Linked DNA regions of Zea mays: region 1 is linked to region 2. Evidence: chromatin contacts called from public Hi-C data. All regions are on one chromosome and are shown on one strand. The core of a region is the stretch at or near the end of the contact, and the rest is flanking DNA. Distances in the headings are between cores, read along the strand shown. Region 1 holds the start of LOC111674469. Region 2 holds the start of LOC100281742 (arginyl-tRNA synthetase).

Region 1 (6,365 bases), core at 2,964-5,463, 570 kb before region 2:
TTCATTGCAAAGCACACCAAAAGAGATCAAATCCTCTCCCAACTCCACACAAAGCTTTAGTGACTAGAGAGAGTGATTTGTAGTGTTCATTTGAGCTCTTGCGCTTGGATCGCTTCTTTTCTTTCACATTCTTTCTTGTGATCAAACACTCACTTGTAATTGAGGCAAGAGACACCAATTGTGTGGTGGTTCTTGCGGGAAGTTTGATTCCCAAGTGATTTGAGAAGAGAAGCTCACTCGGTCCGAGGGACCGTTTGAGAGAGGGAAAGGGTTGAAAGAGACCCGGTCTTTGTGACCACCTCAACGGGGAGTAGGTTTGCGAGAACCGAACCTCGGTAAAACAAATCCTTGTGTCACACACCTTATTTGCTCGAGATTTGTTTTGCACCCTCTCTCGCGGACTCGTTTTTATTTCTAACGCTAACCCGGCTTGTAGTTGTGTTTATATTTGTAAATTTCAGTTTCGCCCTATTCACCCCCCCTCTAGGCGACTATCACGCTTGATACTAAATCAATTGTGTTGATCCCAAGTAAATTCCGCAATCACATAGAGCAACACTTGCAAGAAGAACTACTCTCTCTCACTTTGATTGAATTGTTTACCGTTCTAACGCCTATCCGGGTTTGAGTTTTTGTATTTAGCGATAAATTTTCCCCTCCTCTAGGCGACTTTCAATTGGTACCCAAGATCGACACTTCATCTAGAGTCGAACAACTTGAAGTGATGTCGGGAGAATTCACAGGCAAGAATGAGAAGATGCCCTCGGGAGAAAAGCCTAAAGGAAAGATGCCGTCAGGAGGAAAGCCCAAAGAAAAAGTGCCCTCGAGGGAGAAGCACAAGGGAAAGAAAGAAGAATCCCAAGGATCCTCCAGATCGCACAAGATGAAGGACGACAATAAGGAAAGGATGAGTAAGGTGGTCTACTATGAGACTGACACTTCTTCATCACCTTCTACATCCCGCGTTGAATCTACATCTTCAAAGCACCATGAGAGCAAACCGGTTAACCAAATTCCATTTTGTTATCCTTGCATTCCTAAACATACTCCTTTGTTTTTAGTTCTATTAGGAAAATCATCACAATTTGATGGCGAGGATTATTCATGGTGGAGTCTTAAAATAAAGAGTCACTTATACTCATTCCACTCAAGTATTTGGGATGTTGTTGATTTAGGAATGAATATATCAGAGATCGGTAATGAGGACTACGACCCAGATGAGGTGGCCCAAATCATCCACCGCAACCCAAGCCATAATGGTATTACATACCTCTTTGTGTATGGAAGAATACAACAAGGTGAATGGGTTGAGAACCGCCAAGGAGATTTAGGACACACTCAAGATAACAAATGAAGGTGACAAGATCACAAGGATGGAGCTCATTGAAGGATAATTTGGAAGGTTTGCCATCAACAACGGAGAAGGATCATAAGAGATGTACAACCGACTCAAGTCATTGGTGAACCAAATCCCTAACCCTGGGAGCACAAAGTGGACCGACCATGAAGTCATTAAACTCATGCTAAGGTCACTCATTTCATGTAATGATACACTTGTTACTTTATTGCGTAAAAATCCTAGGTATGAGGTGATGACCCCCGAGGAGGTGCTTGTCAAGTTCCTTAGCCATGAGATGATGGTTAAGGAGTCCAAACACGTCGAGGACTTCACTCAAGGAAATGTATCCGCCACCGAGCCACGAATTGTTGCCCTCAAGGCAACAAGTGAGACGAAGGAGGTAGGGGCACCAAGCAAGGAGCTTTCAAATGACCCCTCCAAGCTTGATGATGAGATGGCTCTCATCATCAAAACCTTCCGACTAATCTTAAAGAGCCACAAGGGAAAGGTGATACTAAACACTAACAAACAAAAGTGCCATCTTTCAGCCCACGTGTTTCAGACATAATTGTTGAACTAAATGTAGCAAACATAGGAGCATAAAGTGCATAGCAAACTAAACCAATAAACAGAGCATAACCAACAAACATCTATGGTTGTGGAATCTTGAAACGTCAAGCTAACATCTCCTGTTTCAGTAACTTGAAATATTGTTTGGCCTCATCATCCATTGTAATATTGTTTGGCCTCATCATCCATTGTACTCGTGTCAGTTTCCACCACCTTTTTTGTCATGCTGATCTCTTTCAAGGTCTAGCTTTTGCTTCTCCAGCTCTCTTCCTTTGTCTAGCTTTTGCTTCTGTAGCTCAAAGAACATGCCATCACGTGCCTTTTGATTGTTGTATGGCTACACTCTGGATTCTCTATATTTTCATTTCTTCAATGAATGGATAACAATCGTTGTCTTCCCTTTTTCTGGCTCGCAAATTTTCCTTCTCAGCCTTCCTTCTAGGAGGTCTAGGAAGATTAACGATGTCACCATCAGTACCACTTTCACCATCCAAATTTGTGACCATAATGGGACCTTTTATTGATGACTACTTTGGCTCATGCCTAAGAATATTCCACGCATGGAACCATGTAAAGGCCTTTTTTATTAACTGATGGAACACATCTTTTTCTTTAGCAATCTAAAAAATAACATGACAAACACATGAGATGTTTGTATGGCAATCAAGATCAATAAACATAAACAATTTACCTTATCATTGATTGTTTTTCCACTTTCATTCTTTCTCTCTATGGCTTCGTAGTAACTTTGAAAAAGACTAACTTCTTGTTGGATTATCCCCCACCTATGCCGCAACGATGCATAATTATGATGTGGTTGAACATATAAGTTGTCATAATATTATTTGTGAATTCATTCCCAAAATCGACCATCTTTTTTATCCCATCCAACAATAGGATCTTTGCTAACATTTAGATAAGCCGACACAAGCAACATGTCCTCGTCTTCGTTAAAACTTTTTGATCGGTCCTTTGAATTTGTCTGAAAATTCATGTCAGCCGCAAGCGGTGACTTTGAGAATTCAGAATCATATTCAACATTGTCCCTTGAGCCTAAAGCTTGTACTTCATCTTGGTTAAGCAAATTTATGAAGTAGTTATCTTTGGAGGACATTGTACTACAAAACAAAACAAGTAATATATAGACATGCCAACAACCTGTGTAATCAACTAATGGGGAACAACAATTCAAACAAAATTATCACATGAAGTATTGAACAGAGACAAGCACAATCACTAAGCACAAATAATCATGAACATTAAAGCAGTGTGTTCAGGTGCTGCATACACAATCATCCTCATTGAATAGAGATAACCATTAGGGGCGACATACCTATAATCATGTATCATTCAGTCATGATCAACGATGTCGGGGGTCAAGCGATGTGTAGATGCAGGCGCTGCAACAGGTTTAGCCTTAGGCTGTGACATGGCACTGCCATCTATGGTGCTCCCACCAGATGTTTGGCGAAAACCAGTTCGGCCTCCTAGAATTGCACCAATTGTAGCCTGGAGCGATGACTTGCGTCGAGCATTGATTGCAACCTCTTGGACACGTTGCTCGTGGTCCATTAATGGGTAATGGGGACAAGAGATCGTGGGGCAGGGGGAAGTGCACGTGGGGGGCGACGGTTGTGCACGCAAGTGCGATTGCTGCTAGTGGGGTAGGGGGAAGTGCCCACAAGGGCGTCAATGTAGGGGGTGATTGTCTAAGAAGAGAAGGATGACGCTATGTAATAGGAGATGGGGACGCCGACTTAGGGATAGATGGTTGGCGGCGATGCCTCCATGGGGCGACCAAGCAGCTGCTCCTAGGGGTAGCACAACAAGGGGATCAGGTAAACAGAAGGGCGCGAGGAAGAAGGCAAGGAGGCGGTAGGTGCGGTTTGGGTAGAAGGAAGAAAACGATGGGATCTGGAGGACGCAAGGAAGGAGATGTCAACGGTGAATGTTCCGATTAGTTCGATCCAGGGATAGGGCAACTGTATACATGTTGTATATTTGGGATATAAGATGAGGTGTCCTATTCAGTTTTATTTTTTTTATGAAATAGGGAAATTGTTGGAGCTATATTTTTAGAAAAATGTCCTATAATTCAAGATACAATACCTGTATATGGCATTGTTGGAGATGATCTAGAGAGACTAAGATTTAGTCCAGAATCAAAACTTATTATACTTAGCGGGATCCCGAATTTAATAGCCCAACATTACTTGTACAGCCCAACAGCCCAATGCCCCCATGCATGGTGGAACCCTAGAGCTTCACCCCTTTTTAGCACCAGCATTCCGCCGCACGACCTCACTCACCACAGGTGCGGCGGCGCACACTGCTGCACACTGCACTCCCTCCGTCCCGCGTCCCCGTTCGGCGCTCTCGGCACGACCGCCGGTAGCCCGGGACGCACGTCGCACGGCCCCATCCCTCCTAGCGGCCGGTGACGGCACCGGCGGCCCTTTGCTCGGCTGTGCCCAAGCTGCGAGGGCGAGATCTACCCCCGCGTCCGTGCATCTTCGTCAGGCCCTTCTCCGGACGAGCACTCACAGGGTATACCGACCCCTTCTTTTCCGTCCCTGCTATACGAAACCGGCATCCCAAACCATGAACGTGATCTATTCAGCTATCTCCTATCTGTCCCGGAACCCGGTTCTTATCTAGTAATTACGACTGCAGTGTACATGCGTTATACCTGCTAACTTTAATTTTTTGGGAGCCCTTTTACTGGTCTGCCCCTGGCAAAGCCAGTTTTTTTTTTGAGTCGTTGAATACCTGCGATTAGAATTTATTATGGGTAGCAAAACAACGATGAACATGCTGCGAATAGTCTTCATTAGTCTTTAGGTCGCTGGTGATCAATGGTCGGTAGGGCAGTGCATGCCTTAATTTCTGGCTTGGATTGGAGTATTGGACCGTGAAGTGAGGTAGTTGTTGGTGATGGATTGATCGTGTATAGCCATGAACGGGTCACTTTTTCTTGTTCTGCACTTGACAATGCTAGTTTAATTTGAGTTGTTGAATAGCTCAGATTAGAATCGGTTGGGGGAAGCAAAACACCGATGCACAAGCTGTGAATAGTCTTTATTCCTCTACTATAGGTCGCATTGTAGCTGCTGCTGTTTTCCCAGTAATTTCAGCTCTAATTCCAGGTGTCAACATTCAAGGTATCAAGGAACGCAAACCTCCAGATTTTGTTACCTCAAGGAGAAGATACATGAATAGAAGCATTTGCCACCACCTCCTTGCCCACTGCAAAAAGCTAAGAGAGCTCCAGAGAATCCACGCTCTGGCTGTTACCCATGGTCTCCACCCCAACCATCAGTCTGTTTCCTGCAAAATCTTCCGCTGCTACGCTGATTTTGGCCATGTAGCTGATGCTCGCAAGCTGTTCGATGAGATCCCACACCCTGACCTTATCTTCTTTACTAGCCTCATGTCCCTCCATCTCAAGTTAGATCACCAACGCGAAGCTATATCCTTGTTTGCTCGTGTTGTTGCCGCTGGCCACCACCTTGATGGCTTTGCGGTTGTTGGTGCCCTGTCTGCCTCTAGTGGTGCTGGTGATCTAGTGGTTGGTAGGGCAGTCCATGGCCTTATTTTTCGGCTTGGATTGGATCACGAGGTCGTCGTTGGCAATGCATTAATAGATATGTATAGCCAGTGTGGGGAGTTTGAGTCTGCGGTAAAGGTGTTTGATAGGATGTTTCTGAAAGATGAGGTCACATGGGGTAGCATGCTGCATGGTCATATCAAATGTGCTGGTCTGGATTCTGCACTGTCGTTCTTTGATCTGGTTCCTGTGAGGAGTGCAGTTGCTTGGACAACACTGATAACTGGTCATGTGCAAGGCAGGCAGCCTGTACGGGCTCTAGAGCTTTTTGGTAGGATGGTACTGGAGGGCCATCGCCCTACCCATGTTACAATCGTAGGTGTACTCTCAGCTTGTGCTGACATTGGTGCTCTGGATCTAGGGAGTGTCATTCATGGGTATGGAAGCAAATGCAATGCCAGCTCGAATATAATTGTTAGCAATGCTCTGATGGATATGTATGCAAAGAGTGGGCGCATTGAGATGTCATTTTCTGTGTTCCAAGAAATCCAGTCAAAGGATTTTTTTACATGGACGACTATGATCTCATGCTGTACAGTCCAGGGAGATGGGAGGAAAGCTCTTGAGCTCTTTCAGGACATGCTTAGAGCTGGAATAGTTCCAAACAGTGTAACCTTTGTTTCTGTTTTGTCAGCATGCAGCCATGCTGGCTTGATAGAAGAAGGTAGAGAATTGTTCAACAGAATGCGTCAAGTATACAAAATTGATCCCCGACTTGAGCACTATGGTTGCATGATTGATCTGTTAGGACGGGGAGGATTACTAGAGGAAGCAGAAGATCTAATAGCTGATATGAATCTGGTGCCTGATATTGTTATATGGAGGTCACTTCTTAGTGCATGTCTGGTT
Region 2 (6,353 bases), core at 1,309-3,808:
TCGTCCCGCGCCCAGGTCAGGTGCGCTTGCAGTAGGGGGGTTACAAGCGTCCACGCGGGTGAGGGAAGCGAGCGGCCCCAAGAGAGCGCCTGTCCCGTCCTCGGTCCCGCGCGGCCAACCTTCTCTAAGAAGGCCCTGGTCCTCCCTTTTATAGTCGTAAGGAGAGGATCCAGGTGTACAATGGGGGGTGTAGCAGAGTGCTACGTGTCTAGCGGAGGGAGAGCTAGCGCCCTAGGTACATGCCAATGTGGCAGCCGGAGAGATCTGGGCACCCTGCTGGCGTGATGTCGTGGCTGTCGGAGGTGCGGCGGAGCCTGACGGAGGGACAGCTGTTGGAGCGGTCGAGTCCCTGCTGACGTCGTCCTGCTTCCGTAAGAGAGCTGGGGGCCGCCGTCGTCATAGAGCTTGTGGAGCGCCATCATTGCCCCTCCGGCGGAGCTGGCCGGATGGGACGCCGGTCTTGTTCTCCGTGACCCGAGTCGATTCGGGGTAGGATGATGATGGCGCTTCCTGTTGACGTGGCGGTCTGTGCCCTAGGCAGGGCGACGTGGGGGTTCCTCCGAAGCCGAGGTTGAGTCTGCCTTCCGTTGCCGTGGCCGAGCCCGAGCCATGGGGTCGGGCGAGGCGGAAGTCGTTCGGCCGAGGCCAGGGCGGAGTCCGAGCCCTGGGGTCGGGCGAGGCGGAGTTTCGTCGTCTTCCGGGTCTTAGCCCGAGTCCGAGCCCTGGGGTCGGGCGGAGCGGAGTTCGCCGTCTTCCGGGTCTTAGCCCGAGTCCGAGCCCTGGGGTCGGGCGGAGCGGAGTTCGCCGTCTTCCGGGTCTTAGCCCGAGTCCGAGCCCTGGGGTCGGGCGGAGCGGAGTTCGCCGTCTTCCGGGTCTTAGCCCGAGTCCGAGCCCTGGGGTCGGGCGGAGCGGAGTTCGCCGTCTTCCGGGTCTTAGCCCGAGTCCGAGCCCTGGGGTCGGGCGGAGCGGAGTTCGCCGTCTTCCGGGTCTTAGCCCGAGTCCGAGCCCTGGGGTCGGGCGGGGCGGAGTTCGCCGTGGCGCCTTTGGCAAGGCCTGACTGCCTGTCAGACTCACTCTGTCGAGTGGCACTGCAGTCGGAGTGGCGCAGGCGGCGCTGTCCTTCTGTCAGACTGGCCAGTGGAGCGGTGGAGTGACGGCGGTCACTTCGGCTCTGCCGGGGGCGCGTGTCAGGATAAAGGTGTCAGGCCACCTTTGCGTTAAATGCCCCTGCAATTTGGTCAGTCGGTGCGGCGATTTAGTCAAGGTTGCTTCTGAGCGAAGCCAAGGCCTCGGGCGAGCCGGTGATGTGTCCGCCATAAAAAGGGGGCCTCGGGCGAGACAGAAGTCTCTCGAGGTCGGCTGCCCTTGGCCGAGGCTAGGCTCGGGTGAAGCGTGATCGAGTCACTCGTGTGGACTGATCCCTGACTTAATCGTACCCATCAGGCCTTTGCAGCTTTATGCTGATGGGGGTTACCAGCTGAGAATTAGGCGTCTTGAGGGTACCCCTAATTATGGTCCCCGACACAACTATAAATGGTCCAAGTGCACATTTTCCTTTCAACATTCGACCCGCAAATTGTGTGTGGTTCGCTCGCGTCCGATTAAGCCGACCCTTTTAGGAGGGGTGCGGTTCGCCCGATCCTCTTCCGTCTCGACCGACCCCTAGGTGCACCTACTTCGCGTTAGGGCTTGAGACTGATGCCACCCCATAGAGTTGACATTGGTCCGCCTGCGCTCGGGGGTTAGTTGGGTCTCATTCAAGCCTCTTTGGAGCGATTTTACTCAGGGCTGTTTTGGTGACCGGGAACCTCCCCATGGATCTCCTCGAATTCCCTAGTCACCAAACTAGCCCTCATCGTGACCCACAAGCCTTGGTGCATGGGTTTTTTTAACCCCGACACAAGCTACCATGCTCTTATATCTACAACTAATAGTTATTTCAACCAAACATATTTTAGTTTTCGCACAACGTCAGTTCATAACAGATTTTTTGTAGCTCACATCTATAATTATATTTTTGGTGGTCTATGACTGAACTAAACATACCCTAATTAAGAGGTGGAAATCCATAATATGTAGCTACTAAATGTAAAATGGCCGAGTTCATATAATATAGGATCTATATTTTATAGAAGTATTATTTTTATCATATATATTTAGACATAATATGTAGCTAAATATAAAGTAAAATTATATAGGAAAATTAAATATCCTATGAAAAGACAGAGTAATATAATTATATATAATACTTCTTCTGTTCTAAATTAAAACCTATTTTAAATAATTACTAGATTCAAACAATATTTGAGTATGTGTTTTACGTGTTTAGATTTATATGTTTTTTCTATATATATGAATATACAAAATTAAGAGTTAAAACGAATAGAAGTACATATATTTGGAAGAAAAAAGGCAAGCCAAACGACCCCTCGACAAGCCTCGCGCCGTCGCGCGGTGCCTGTGTACTGTGAGTCAGTGAGTGTGACTGTCTGTGTCGCGCACGCTACGCTACCTCCTGTGACCGTGAGAGGGGGAGGGGGTATTTAACTGACGGCGGGACGAGGATGCAAGCTCTCGCGGCAGCAGCAACTGCAGTGGCGGCGCCTACCCCCGCGCGCCTCCGTCTCCCGCTCCTCTTCCGCGCCCCGCGCTCCGGTGAGTTCGCTTCCCTCTCTCCTTCCTCCTCGAGCCCTCTTCTCGGACCGCCTCAGCTCGCCGCGGAGAAACAGCCGAGAGGATTTTAGGTTCGGTCTCGGACTCTCGGTGTGAGTGGGACGCGCGGTTTTGGGGGTTTAGGGGTTGGTAGTCCGGGTGGGGCATTAGATTCTAGTTTGAGAGTTCAAAAACCGGAGGGGACTAGAGGGGCTAAAATCGCCTGCATAAGAAGGGGATTTTAGCCAATCCCGTTTTTGACTCCCAAACTAGATGGTGTCTGCGTTTCCGTGGTTTCCCCGTGGATTTTGGAGGGGGCTCGGGGTTCGGATGTTGGGTAAGGCTGGGTTTATAGATTTGCTCTGTACTGGGGCTCACCCTCTCCAATCCCGTTCGCATCAGCGGGGATTAGTGTAGCGTCAGGACTCACGTGCGCTTCTTCTAGATGAATAAATTGCTTTAAATTGTTTTAAATTGTTAACAAACATTGCTTTAAATTGTTAACAACTGGTGAAGGCACTAGATTTGGATTGCATCAGCTGATTGGGATCGTCTGTCAGGAACCTTGAACTTGTCATGCTTTGGGTTCGGTTACTCATGCTCATTTTATTGCTTAATTAATTTGGACTTGGTTTTTTTTTGAACGGCGTCGGTTAATTGTGCCATTTGATTTCGTAATCTGCTTCAAATGAACAGTGTGGGCACATTTGGATTGTTAGTGGATTGGGATAGGAGTGTCACACTTTTATGCTTCCTTTTCAGTTCATTGAAGACTCGCTGCATTGGTTAATTGTTTGATTTGGACTGTTTTCTCGTTCTGGCTAGTCAGGTCACTGTAGACCCGCTTCTTCCTCCAGGCTTCTGCGGATCTCGTGCAGTGCCACCACTATGGGAGACGAGACCTCGACCTCCGTTGCTCCTCAGGAGCAGGAATCCACTGTGGTGAGTGCACTGGGTGGGCTGCTGCCTCTGAAAATGATTGCATTGCTTAATTTTCTTTTCTAGTTTCCCTGCTTCATTTGAATTTAACCATGCAGCGGGCTGGGAGTGTCAAGCAACAGCTCTCCAGGCTGGTCCTTTCATCCCTCCAGACTACATTGCCCGATGTGGAGGTAGAACCGATGGTTGAAGTTTCAGCAAAGTTTGCTGACTACCAGTGGTACCTTGTTTGCATGTTGCCTTACCTGCTGTATCGATCCCTCATACAATCTGACTATTTGTTGCTTCTTTATTAATTATTATAATTAATTAACTTTCCTTCCATGAGCTCATCAATTGATTCTTGCTGAACCATGTGCAGCAACAATGCTATGGGATTATGGTCAAAGGTTAAAGGATCTGGAACAATTTTCAAAAACCCTAATTCCATTGGGCAGGTATTTGTCTGTATACCTTTTTGTTGTATAGACTTACACTAAGTACTTTCTCATAAGACTTGGAACTAATATTTCTCTATGACCCACTTCACTTTTTCATTCATGCTCAAGCTCTTTTACACTAACAACATACTGTTCTCTTCACATTTTCTCAGGCCATTGCCAAGAATCTGCCGTCTTCTGATATTATTGAATCTGCATCTGTTGCTGGACCTGGTTTTGTGAACATTACCTTATCAAACCGCTGGGTTGCACAGGTTTGACTGAGATTTTTTTATCTACAAGTTATGCTAGCATTAGCAGTGCCATTATCTATTCCCGCAATTTGTCAATGAGCTACATTATTTGCAGAGAATACAAGATATGCTTGTTAACGGCATCAAGACTTGGGCACCAGTTCTGCCAGTAAATAGGACAGTGGTTGATTTTTCATCACCTAATATTGCAAAGGAAATGCATGTGGGACATTTAAGGTCTACAATTATTGGAGATACATTAGCACGCATGTTTGAGTTCTCGAATGTTGTTGTTCTGCGCAGAAACCATGTGGGAGATTGGGGTACACAGGTAACAAGTCTTGTATTGTGATCTAAACATTTTATTACATGCTTTTGGTGAAACAAAATATTTTTACATATGGCTGAACTGCTTTAGTACTTGATTCTTGTGAAAAATACTCTCTGGTGCAGTGGTGCCCAATCTTTCGTATACCTACTTCTATAGCGTACCATTGCTTATTACATCTGCAATTTTCTTTGTCTTCATTGGCCAAAAGGTTCACTCAGCGCCGGTTCTGCTGGTGTTGTGTTAATCACCTTGGACAATTTGCATTTTTGTACCTTACACTGTGCATTCTGTTTTCTTACCTGATACCCAGAGTCTGTTTCCACTTCGTAATGAGATTTATTTATTTTTTCTATAGAAGCATCACCAAGCTTTCCTTAATATTATGACTACCTTTTTTTATATGTGTAGGAATGTCCATGTAATTTCTGTATCTAGGCTTACCTATGAGCACATTTTCATTTTGTAAGAAGTAAAATCATGCATAAATTAAAAGATATTGTGTGTGGCTGGGCTGTTTGAGAAGTTTGTGCCTTGGTTTTCTGTATGTGGCCTAAAAGATTGAGACTGTTTACCGCTGCACATGCAGCATGCTAACTCATGTTTGTGTTCATGCAGTTTGGGATGCTAATAGAATATCTTTTTGAGAAATTTCCAAATTGGCAGGAGATAGGTTGCCAGGCCATTGGGGACCTTCAGGTAACACATTCAATGCAACGATGCAATTATTTGTCTCTTGGCTCTCTGCATACAAAACATGCAAACATGAAAGCTAAATATGATGCCGAGTTGACCATTAAGTTTTGTTGTCATATACTAAAAATATTCAGGATAAAATGATGAAAGTATTTCTGTGAAATATTTACTCAAACCACATATCCCAACACTTACAAATATTTATTTGGTCAAAATTAACAGGCTCTGACTGTATTCTTGGTAGCACTTGTGAAAACCACATTCAATGCTTATCAATGGTTATGAACATTATTATTGCTGCAGTGGCTTATGCCTTGTCAGTGTTTGTACAAATTACTGTTGTGATTGTATTGTGGCGTCTTGCTAAAATCCATTGCATTGTCTCATATATTTATCTCCTCAACGTGTCTATCATTGTTCATGATGGATTTTGCTTTTTGTTGGTAGTTTCTTGTTATAAGTTGAGCACCCTGCTACCTACTTAATAGTTGGTTGCCTGTTTTCCTTTATAATCCATCCAAGCACTCGTGTGTTTCAAAATCACTTAAAATAAGTGCTGGAAATTGGCATTTTTTTGTTGTATGACATGTCTTGTTCCTACTATCGGGACTAACATTTTAACTTGGTTATATGACACAGATTTTCTATAAAGCATCCAAGCATAGGTTTGACAGTGATCCAGACTTTAAAGCAAGGGCTCAACAAGGAGTTGTTCGGCTACAGGTGAGTGCATCATTTTGGATGTCTGAGTCTGACTCAGGGAAGCTTGACATGTTCTAATCCAAGCATTGTATTATATGTAGGGAGGGGAGGATAAATATCGAGAAGCATGGAAAAAAATTTGTGACATTAGCAGGAGCGAATTTGACTTGGTCTACAAGCGCCTAAATGTGGTGCTTGAAGAAAAGGTACAACACATTGTAGTTGAAACATATATTTTTGATAGAAAGGTTGGTTGACTACAGAACTTAGGTGCGAGGTGAATTACTCATATGGATATTTTGGGTTTGATTTACATATAGCATTATCTTAACAACATTCCTGTTCACATTAACTTCTACCATG

What was found. Hi-C and Micro-C count contacts between places; a contact is called where the count stands out from the background.
Region 1: a Hi-C map of ear shows a contact between it and region 2, with 3 times the contacts expected there. The contact joins the promoter of LOC111674469 here to the promoter of LOC100281742 in region 2. A contact is called at or near these places in 3 of 25 Hi-C or Micro-C datasets (bundle sheath, ear and endosperm).

Annotation. Positions count from the first base shown.
Region 1 is chr8:129,696,008-129,702,372 of Zm-B73-REFERENCE-NAM-5.0, reverse strand. It overlaps LOC111674469, which reads left to right and starts at 4,213. Exons shown (of 2, transcript NM_001359498.1): 1 at 4,213-4,456; 2 at 5,056-6,365. The coding sequence starts at 5,121. LOC100216772 reads left to right here and starts at 4,191. Exons shown (of 7, transcript NM_001359497.1): 1 at 4,191-4,456.
Region 2 is chr8:129,126,383-129,132,735 of Zm-B73-REFERENCE-NAM-5.0, reverse strand. It overlaps LOC100281742 (arginyl-tRNA synthetase), which reads left to right and starts at 2,558. Exons shown (of 18, transcript NM_001368092.1): 1 at 2,558-2,655; 2 at 3,482-3,594; 3 at 3,690-3,811; 4 at 3,953-4,028; 5 at 4,184-4,285; 6 at 4,380-4,595; 7 at 5,211-5,291; 8 at 5,928-6,011; 9 at 6,092-6,196. The coding sequence starts at 2,565.